Linked DNA regions of Sus scrofa: region 2 is linked to region 1. A link is a contact called in public promoter capture Hi-C data. All regions are on one chromosome and are shown on one strand. The core of a region is the stretch at or near the end of the contact, and the rest is flanking DNA. Distances in the headings are between cores, read along the strand shown.

What was found. Promoter capture Hi-C pulls out the DNA fragments that hold promoters and counts their contacts.
Region 2: a promoter capture Hi-C map of fetal skeletal muscle shows a contact between it and region 1, with 9 times the contacts expected there. The contact joins the promoter of PRELID2 here to the promoter of KCTD16 in region 1. A contact is called at or near these places in 3 of 5 promoter capture datasets (fetal liver, fetal skeletal muscle and liver) and 5 of 47 Hi-C or Micro-C datasets (embryonic fibroblasts, fetal skeletal muscle, mesenteric adipose tissue and 2 more).

What each region holds. Positions count from the first base shown.
Region 1 is chr2:145,702,072-145,706,270 of Sscrofa11.1, reverse strand. It overlaps KCTD16 (BTB/POZ domain-containing protein KCTD16), which reads right to left and starts at 1,569. Exons shown (of 4, transcript XM_021084953.1): 1 at 854-1,569.
Region 2 is chr2:147,188,798-147,193,049 of Sscrofa11.1, reverse strand. It overlaps PRELID2 (PRELI domain-containing protein 2), which reads left to right and starts at 1,322. Exons shown (of 9, transcript XR_002341969.1): 1 at 1,322-1,611.

The sequences.
Region 1 (4,199 bases), core at 320-2,819:
TGCCGGCAAGGGCAAGCGGACTCCCATGTTCCCAGCCAGGTGGGAGCCGGCAGCCGCCGCTGCGCAGAGATGCGGTCGGGGGCTCGGGCTCCGGCTTCTCGGCGGCGGCGGCGGCTCTGGGTGGTTCCACAGTTCCCAGTGCAGTTAGGATGCTGTTGTTTCAGCAGTGCAGGCAAGAAACCATCCAGGGAAATGACTATTACATCATCTTAAAGGAATATGGCTTGGAGGAAGCGGAGGCAGCTCCGAGTCACGTCCTCCCCGGTGACAGGTCGCCAGGACTGCACGGGAACGCCGCGCTCTGGCCGTGGGCACGCGACTCCCGGGGCGCGCTGGGGCTTGGGGCGGGGACCAGCGCTGCCTAGCCACTTCCCTCCCGTCCTGCCCGCGAGTCTGGAGTTTCCTTTGCTTTGCCCTTTTTCCTGTCTTTAGACCTCCACCGCCCCCCCAGCCGCCGGAAACAACCCCTTCACCCAGTGGTGAGATAAACACAGCGATTTTTCATTAACAAAAAACCCCCAACAAGCCCTTTGCGCACGTGCACTGAATTTCTGCCGAAGGGCAAATTTCCCCCTCTAAAGCTTGTTTAAGAAAACAAACAAACAACAGCAACAAAACACCCAGTGACCCCGATGTTCAACCTACAGAAGGGCTTTTTTTTTTTTCTCCAATCAGAGAGGATCAAACCATATTCTCTCAGTTGCGCTCTCTTGTCTTTTCCTTCTCCATCCCTCCGCCACCCCTACCCCAGCAAATAAATAAGCATTTAGTAAATGAATATATACATCCATGCACACATGCAATCTCTGGAATTAATGGTGCTCTTTCAAAAGAATACACGAAGCGCTGGTACCTTCAGAAAACTCAGAGTTCCTGTCAGTAAGGCGTTATCTTCGCTTCCATGTAAGAAATTGTTACCTGCAACCTTTTCCTGGGGTTGTTTCCTTACTGAGCATCTCTCTGGATGTGGCCGGCCCCCTCCCATTTCATCCCAAGAGGACTCTGGTGGAAGACACGCCTGCTAAGAGACATTTTACTCCTGTCCCAGAGGGTTCCCTTAAGTGCATCATTAGACTTTCAGAAAGGCATTTCCAGGGCAACCTAATCCACTAACAAAGTGCTTCCAGTTGATCCTGCCAGTCAATAATGGCCCAGCCAACAGCTTACAGTAAGTCAGCCATTTCCCCTTTAAAACACCAATGTCTTAGGACTCACATTCCTAATGAGAATATAGTACTTTGTCGATGAATAATATATGTAAGGCACACTCCATTCCAAACAACTGCTATTAAAAAAACCCCAAAACCAAAAGTGGACAGGAAAGTATGAATTAGATCCATTTTATGGGACACACATGTTTATTGCCAACTCTTGCCCCAAGAATTAGCTTGAACGTAGACTCAGCAGTCATGTAAATTAATTTCTAATTTAACACTCTTTTCTTTCACTAAGTATCAGGTTACTGAACACATTCAGAGTATTAGCTAACACTCTAACACCTAATTATAGTTGACTTTGTTTCTTTAACTAATATATTAACCTGTTCTGGCCTTAATCACTGGGATTTTAACACTGGACCAGTCAAGGAAATGTTTATTATTTGGTGCACTCATATCGCCATCTAGTGTCCCTATGCTATCACTGCAGATGTGTATCTGGCAACCTACTTGAGCCCAAAGTTAGAGTTTTCCTTTATTTTAAAGTTTTTTTTATAGTGATTTGAGTTTTACCTGAAAGGTTCTGTTCATCAAAATTACAAAGTAAACAGTTATTTGCCATCAGATACAGGGTATAAATAAGTTTGAATTTATGCTTATTAAGTACCGAATTTGTTCACAGTTAAAAGCCAATTGTTTAGTATCTAACGGAGTAGGGCAGTATGCCATGACAATGACTTTGGAGATGGGCTATTAAAATATTTGAGGGGCAATTTGGCAGGAAGTAAAGCATGAGAGGAAGAAAAAAAACCATGGTCCTATAAAGCTAAAAGGAACTTGAGAAATGGAATCACCATCTCCTCTTAGAGCTACAGAGGCTGAGTACCAGAGAGGGAAAGCTTTTCCACAGGGCCACACAGCTGTGGAGCATGAGGGTAGGGTTCAGATCATTGCCTATTCAGTACCATCAATGTTTTGTTTTTAACATTATGGATTCTAGAATAAAGATGGAAAGGCGGCAAATAAGGAAACATGTTTATTTCGCATTTCTTTCTTTTTTTTTTTTTGTCTTTATGCCATTTCTTGGGCCGCTCCTGTGGCATATGGAGATTCCCAGGCTAGGGGTCTAATCGGAGCTGTAGCTACTGGCCTACACCACAGCCACAGCAACGTGGGATCCGAGCTGCGTCTGCGACCTACACCACGGCTCACAGCAACGCTGGATCCTTAACCCACTGAGCAAGGCCAGGGATTGAACCTGCAACCGCATGGTTCCTAGTCAGATTCGTCAACCACTGAGGCACGACAGGAACTCCTGTTATGCATTTCAAAAAAAAAACAGCAAGTCATTGAAAAGAATTGTTAGTAATAAGTGAAATTGCAAGGCTAAAATATCCTTACAATTTAAAAGAAGAGTGTTCTAAATTTCAAAAATGAGGAGCTCTGTTCATTGATCTGGGTTTCATAGGTTAGGATATTTTTGAGACCAGTCGTACTTAAGGTTTTGGGGGAAAGGGCTGCTTGGAGAATCTTAGAAAATCTAGGAGATGAATACACAAGCATAAAAGTTTGCGTTCCATGTCCAGGGCAGAACCTCTGAGGAAGAACTGAGGAATGAGAGGAGCCAGGGAGATCACGTGGCCAGGGACTCCCCTTCCCAGCACTCCGCAAATGTTGACTCTTTTTGAAATGAGGTCACACACACACACTCAAAGAGAAACACCCTGAGGAGGACCGAAAAAATATAAAGAAAGCATTCACCAGATGACCTTCACCTTGTGAACTGTGGGTGGGCTACACCTGACATGCACTCTGAATTCCCATTTTTCAATAAACACTGTAAATATCTTAGGCTTTGCACACTTGTATGGCTGTCCAGCGTTTTGTGCTAAAAATGTTAATTTATTATAATAAACTATTCAAACTGGAGCAACTATTTGCTAGCCCTCTTTAGGACTTTTGCATCTACCTGGAGCCTCAAGAAATTGAGAGGGTGTTGATCTCTCACTTTTGAGAGGTCAGGGGTTTCTTTCCTTCAAGATTGGCCTGAAGCTTATTCGTGTTGGAATCTGTAGACTCTAGGCGAACATCCTCTGATCAGCCCCCCTTTGTTGTTCCTTTAGTCTCAGGGATGCAAAGGATTGAGAAGTGAGATTAAACAGATAAGAGGCTTGCAGGAAACAAAGCTGTTTGCCATGTAGAGAGATATAAATAGTGCTGGAGTAAGCGAGTGTGTCTCAGGGCGTCTCAGGGAGGTTGACAGTAAGCCTGGCTGTTTGGTGCCTGAACAAGAGGCAAGAAGCCAGGTCTGTCTGGGCTGTAGGTGTCTTCCTGTCCTTCGTGTCAGCAGATAACACCGTGAGGGTTATTCTTCTCTTCTGGCAGCTCTCTGCTGAAGCTTTGTAGGATGCGACGCTCAGCCGAGGGCTGAACACACAGCAATGGGTTTCCCTCTAGGGAAGAGCAAGGAAGAATGTTCCACTCTGCGCTTGTAATAGTCAAGCCTAGAGCACATCGAGACACACCATGGATAAACTGTGGGATTGATAAAGTGTGTCTCAGCTTCTGTTTCCTGTTCCCACTTCCACACATCCCCGTACCTATGAATGTTGAAGACTACATCCTCGAAAGGACAGTTTTAATTTGGGAATAATGTGATCATCTCCCACACCCACACCCCTAACACATCCTTGAGCTTCCACTCAAGCAGAGGTAGCTTTTATGCTGACTGCCTTTGTTGTCAGGGAGGGAATTGATCTCATAAACTTCCTCCTACTAAGATGCCGAGCACTCACTGGGTTACATGCCCCCAAGGACTCCTGCATTATCACCATCTCCTTAATAGCTGCCGTTTATGAAGGGCCAGCCCTTGAGTCCTCTCAGCAGTCACTGCCCCTCTCCCAGCCCTCCCTGAGTGGTGGTGTAACATTGGACAGGAGATTCGATGTCTCTGAGCCAGGGTAACATGGAAATAATGAGAAGACCTGCCTCTCGGGTGTGCTGGGCAGATTAAAGACTGATCTGCATGCAGGACCCCCTAGC
Region 2 (4,252 bases), core at 73-2,572, 1.5 Mb before region 1:
TTGGATTTGTTTTCGCTGAGCCACGATGAGAACTCCTTTTTTTTTTTTTTTTGAAGGAGAGGTATTTGCTAACCAGCTGCAGCCCACATCTGGACTTGGTGGACCAAATTAAGTGCTAACAGTTCGTCCATGAGAACAGGAGAGAAGGCAGGGCATTTGACAGGTGGGCAGACAGATGTGGTATAGAGAGGTTTCCTATTTACCAGTGAGGATAAGGCTGGGGAGAAGGTGTTGGAGATTTGAAGTGAGAGGAGCTTGGGACAGTAAGTGGATTAGAGAAATGCAGTGTTTTTGTCTAAGCACCATGAAAAAGGCCCCTTGAGGTTAGTGATTATGAATGTAAAGAGAGGCCTAAGCTATCAGTTTGCCTCCAGGCTTTTTCACGGGCTTGGGTGAGGCAGTAAGTGGAGAACTAGCTGTATCCAAGGCTAGGGTTTTGCCAGCCAGGTATGACTGTGTGTCAGGGTAAGTAAGATTACGAAATTACAAATGTCAAAGCCACCACCCCGGAGACTTCCTCTTCATCCTAGCGAAAATCATGCCACCTATAACTTTGACCTGTTATCCTGCTTCTCCTCCTATTTGTGTGTATCGGGTGTTTAATCATCTGGCTCATCCATCCTCCATGACAACAGAGACTGTGCTTTGCTTACTGCTGGATCCAGAGCCTGTCAATCCAGCAGAGTGCTTGACACAGAGGAGGTGCTCAGGAAATAATATGTTAAAGAAGGTATCGGATTAACGGATTCACTCGCTTCCTCTTGTAAAATCTGTGCAGTGGAGTGAAGCACACTCAAAATCCCTTTCGTAGCCCTTTGTTCCTTGCTCCATCGTTTAACGCCATCGTGTTTAATGGGCATAGGCATTGCCTTACGGAGGCACGTGCAGATACCGCCAATTTTTAAGTCCTTGAGACCTAACCTAAACCTCAGAGGCAGCTGCCCGGTCCTGTGAGTAATGCAGTCATGGGCCTTTGTCACTTGAAACTCCCAACACGGAGGAGGGTCATAGAGAACAGTCCCTAAACTTGGAGGGAGGGTAGTTGATGTATTTAGTATTATTTTCTTTAGTGCTGCCAATAGCTGCTTAAGTAAGGCTCCAGGCGAGGTGATGACAGATGCCCCAGACGCAAGGTCCAAGAACTCGGGGCAGTTGCTGGAGGCTCGCCGGCGGAAACTTGGGTCCGCAGGCGTGGCCCGGGCGAGGGAGTGGCCATGGGCGTGGCGTGGCTGGGCCCCGGGGCGTGGGCGTGGCGTGGGCGGAGGTGGGGCGGGGCGGCCCCTGGCACCGCCAGCCAGCACTGACCCGGCCTCCGCGCCTCCCACGCCCGCCGCCCAGACTAGGACGCCAGCTGAAGGGGGCGGGGCGAGACGGACTGTCAGTTTCCCTGAGTGGACAATAAAGTTTCAGAAGTTTGAAAAAGGAGGAAAGAAACACCCCACGCCCCTTTGGCTGCTCCGGCGTGGACGCCTGCGGCCCTGCACGGGCAGATCTCCAGCGGCGGTGTGCGGGCGGAGGCGTGGTGGGCGCGCGGGGATGGGGGTCACCGTGGACGTGCACGAGGTGTTCAAGTATCCCTTCGAGCAGGTGGTCGCCAGCTTCCTCCGAAAGGTACTCGTCCTGCTCCGGTCCGGCCGGGGTTCGGGTTCTCTGGAGCTGCCCGGGGGCTCAGCCTTGTGCCCCCGAGGCTGCGGGCTCCCTCAGCTCCCCCTCTCCTCTGCTCTGCTCTGCTGCGCTCGCTCCAGCCGCAGGTTGCGCCTCTGGGATGTGCGGGGCGAGGGCGGGGGTGCCTTTTCTCGAAGGCTACCCCTCGAGGATCCCGGAAAAGTCTCCGTGCGCGGCCTCACGTTCACACCCTGCCCCACCTGGAGGGAGAGGCTTTGGGGGAGGGAGGCTCGGGGAGAACCGCAGTGCTGGAGCCGGGTTGAAATTGCACTTCACTCTCTAGAGCATCGTTGAAAGCTGGCGGGAGCCGCCGAAGCCTTCATCCCAGTTTACTCAGCTCTGTCGTGTTACCACCTCAGCACTTGGCTCTCGTTAAGCAGCTGTGGGCCTTGGGGTAGACTCCGTGCCTTAGTTTAGTTTTATAATATGTAAAATGGGAAGAACTAAAGTCCCAACTCAGGGGTTGTTGTGAAGATTCAAGCAAAGTATTCCTGTAAAGCTCTTATCACAGTAACTGATGCTACTTAGTTCTTTAAAAGGTTATTTTTTGTGTGATATAACTGCACACCTTGGGCCTCAATATTCAGTGGCCCTGTTTATCTCAAGGGCGCCTCCTGGGACTGTGGCTGGTAATGGTAGAATGGGAAATTTCTTGGTAGAATGAAAAGCACCCAGGCTTGCGAGACGGGACCCCTGGATTCACCTCTGGTTCTGCCTTTAGTTCACTGGATGACACCATTTAAGGGTCATCTCTCTCAGCTTCAATGTCTGCATCTAAGATGTGTGGGTTTAAAACAGTGCACAAAGTTGAGAGCTATGTTTTATTTGGCATACTTGCTGAGGATTTAAGCCCAGACACAGCATCCCAGAAGCTGAGGTTAGGGGGGAGCCAGGTTAGATTGGAGTTCAAACAAACCAGTTATTGGAATATCCAAAGAATACTGCTAATTAAAGACAACGAGCCATCTCAAGTTAAGGGATTTAGCACTTTTCTGTGTATGCGAAGATTGCGGGCTATGGGCTCACTGAAATTCCTTTGATATGTGCCTTAATGATCTGGAGCCAGTATCCTGTTTTTATCTGAACTAAATCCCCCCTGGGGACTGGGTTGTTGGGGGCTGCAGAGGTTGAAGAATTTATGGCCACAATATCCTTTGTTTACAGACATGGTGAGATGAGAGTGTTGTACCGGGAACTCTTCTTTCAGCTTTTACCTTCTTAAACAGGATTTGCAAGAATTGTAACTTGCCTTGGGCAGCCACCACTGGCCATGCTCCCCATCTGCCCCCTGGAAGCCAAATGGGGGAGTGGGGGGAGGAGATGCATTTTCTTAAGTGCTAAGACCTGACTTCTGGTTCCTGTCCTGGCTCAGTGGTTAACGAACCCTACTCGCATCTATGAGGAACGAGGGTTCCATCCCTGGCCTCGCTCAGTGGGTTAAGGATCCGGCATTGCCGTGAGCTGTGGTGTAGGTCGCAGATGTGGCTCGGGTCCTAAGTTGCTGTGGCTGTGGTGTAGGCCAGCAGCTACAGCTCCACTTCGACCCCTAGCCTGGGAACCTCCCTATGCTGCAGGTGTGGCCCTAAAAAGACATAAAAGAAAAAAAAAAAAAAAAAAAAAGACCTGACTTCCTGTTAGAGGAGGGAATGCAGTTGCAGTTGGGCGCCCAGGTCACAAAGGAGTGAGTAGGACTGGGCCTTTTTGGAGGGGACTGTCACCTTGCTGATATTGTTAATTGATCCACTGGGTCCAGAGGAGTACCTGGCACCTGCTGGGTGCTCAGTACAGATCTGATGAATGATGAATGAATAACTGAATGAAAACGTGAATTACAGATCTGATGGAGACTTTGTCTTGGGCCAGGCCTCTGAACCCAGAAGAGAACCAGCCAACACCGTGTTTTTTGTTAGGACCAGCCCTTCGGAGTGTGGACCCTCCAGTGCCACTGTTCCTTGGGAACACCTTTCTTGGTTGTCCTTGTTAGAGCTGGAGGGACACTTTGGGCCTTATTGTTGGATAGTTACTTCTGCATGTGTCTTTTCCCTCTGTAGACTCGAAGCTTCTTTGGAGTAGCTATCACTCCTGCAGAAGCACCTAGCACAGCACCAAGGTCTCATCTAGAGAGTGATTGACGTGTGCTAAGCTTCTGGGCTAAATGCTTTTCTTTTCATTCAGCAGGTGCTTAGAGGCACTTTTCTTCCAGGTGCTAGGCCCACTGCTGGTCGCTAGGGCACCACAGACAGACCCTCTTCTCATGGGGCCAATGATCTCTAGTGGGTGAGACCGACTTGATAAGTGATCAACAAGGAAACGCATCACTCCAGTTGGTGGTGTGTATTTATTTACACAGGGAAAGTGCCCGGTGTTGTGACAGGATGGAGGCGGGGCCTGCTGACGTCCTGGAAAGTGGCCCTGAGCAAGGACTTCCTGGAGAAAGTGGTGATTGGGAAATTGAAGCTTGAGTAGGAGTTTCCTAGACGCATGGGGCTGGGGAAGGAAGTGCTTTCATAAATATCACGCTTACTCCTCTCGGAAGCTTTGGGAAGTAGTTGTGATGGCCTTCCGTTCCGTGGACTGTAGAAATATG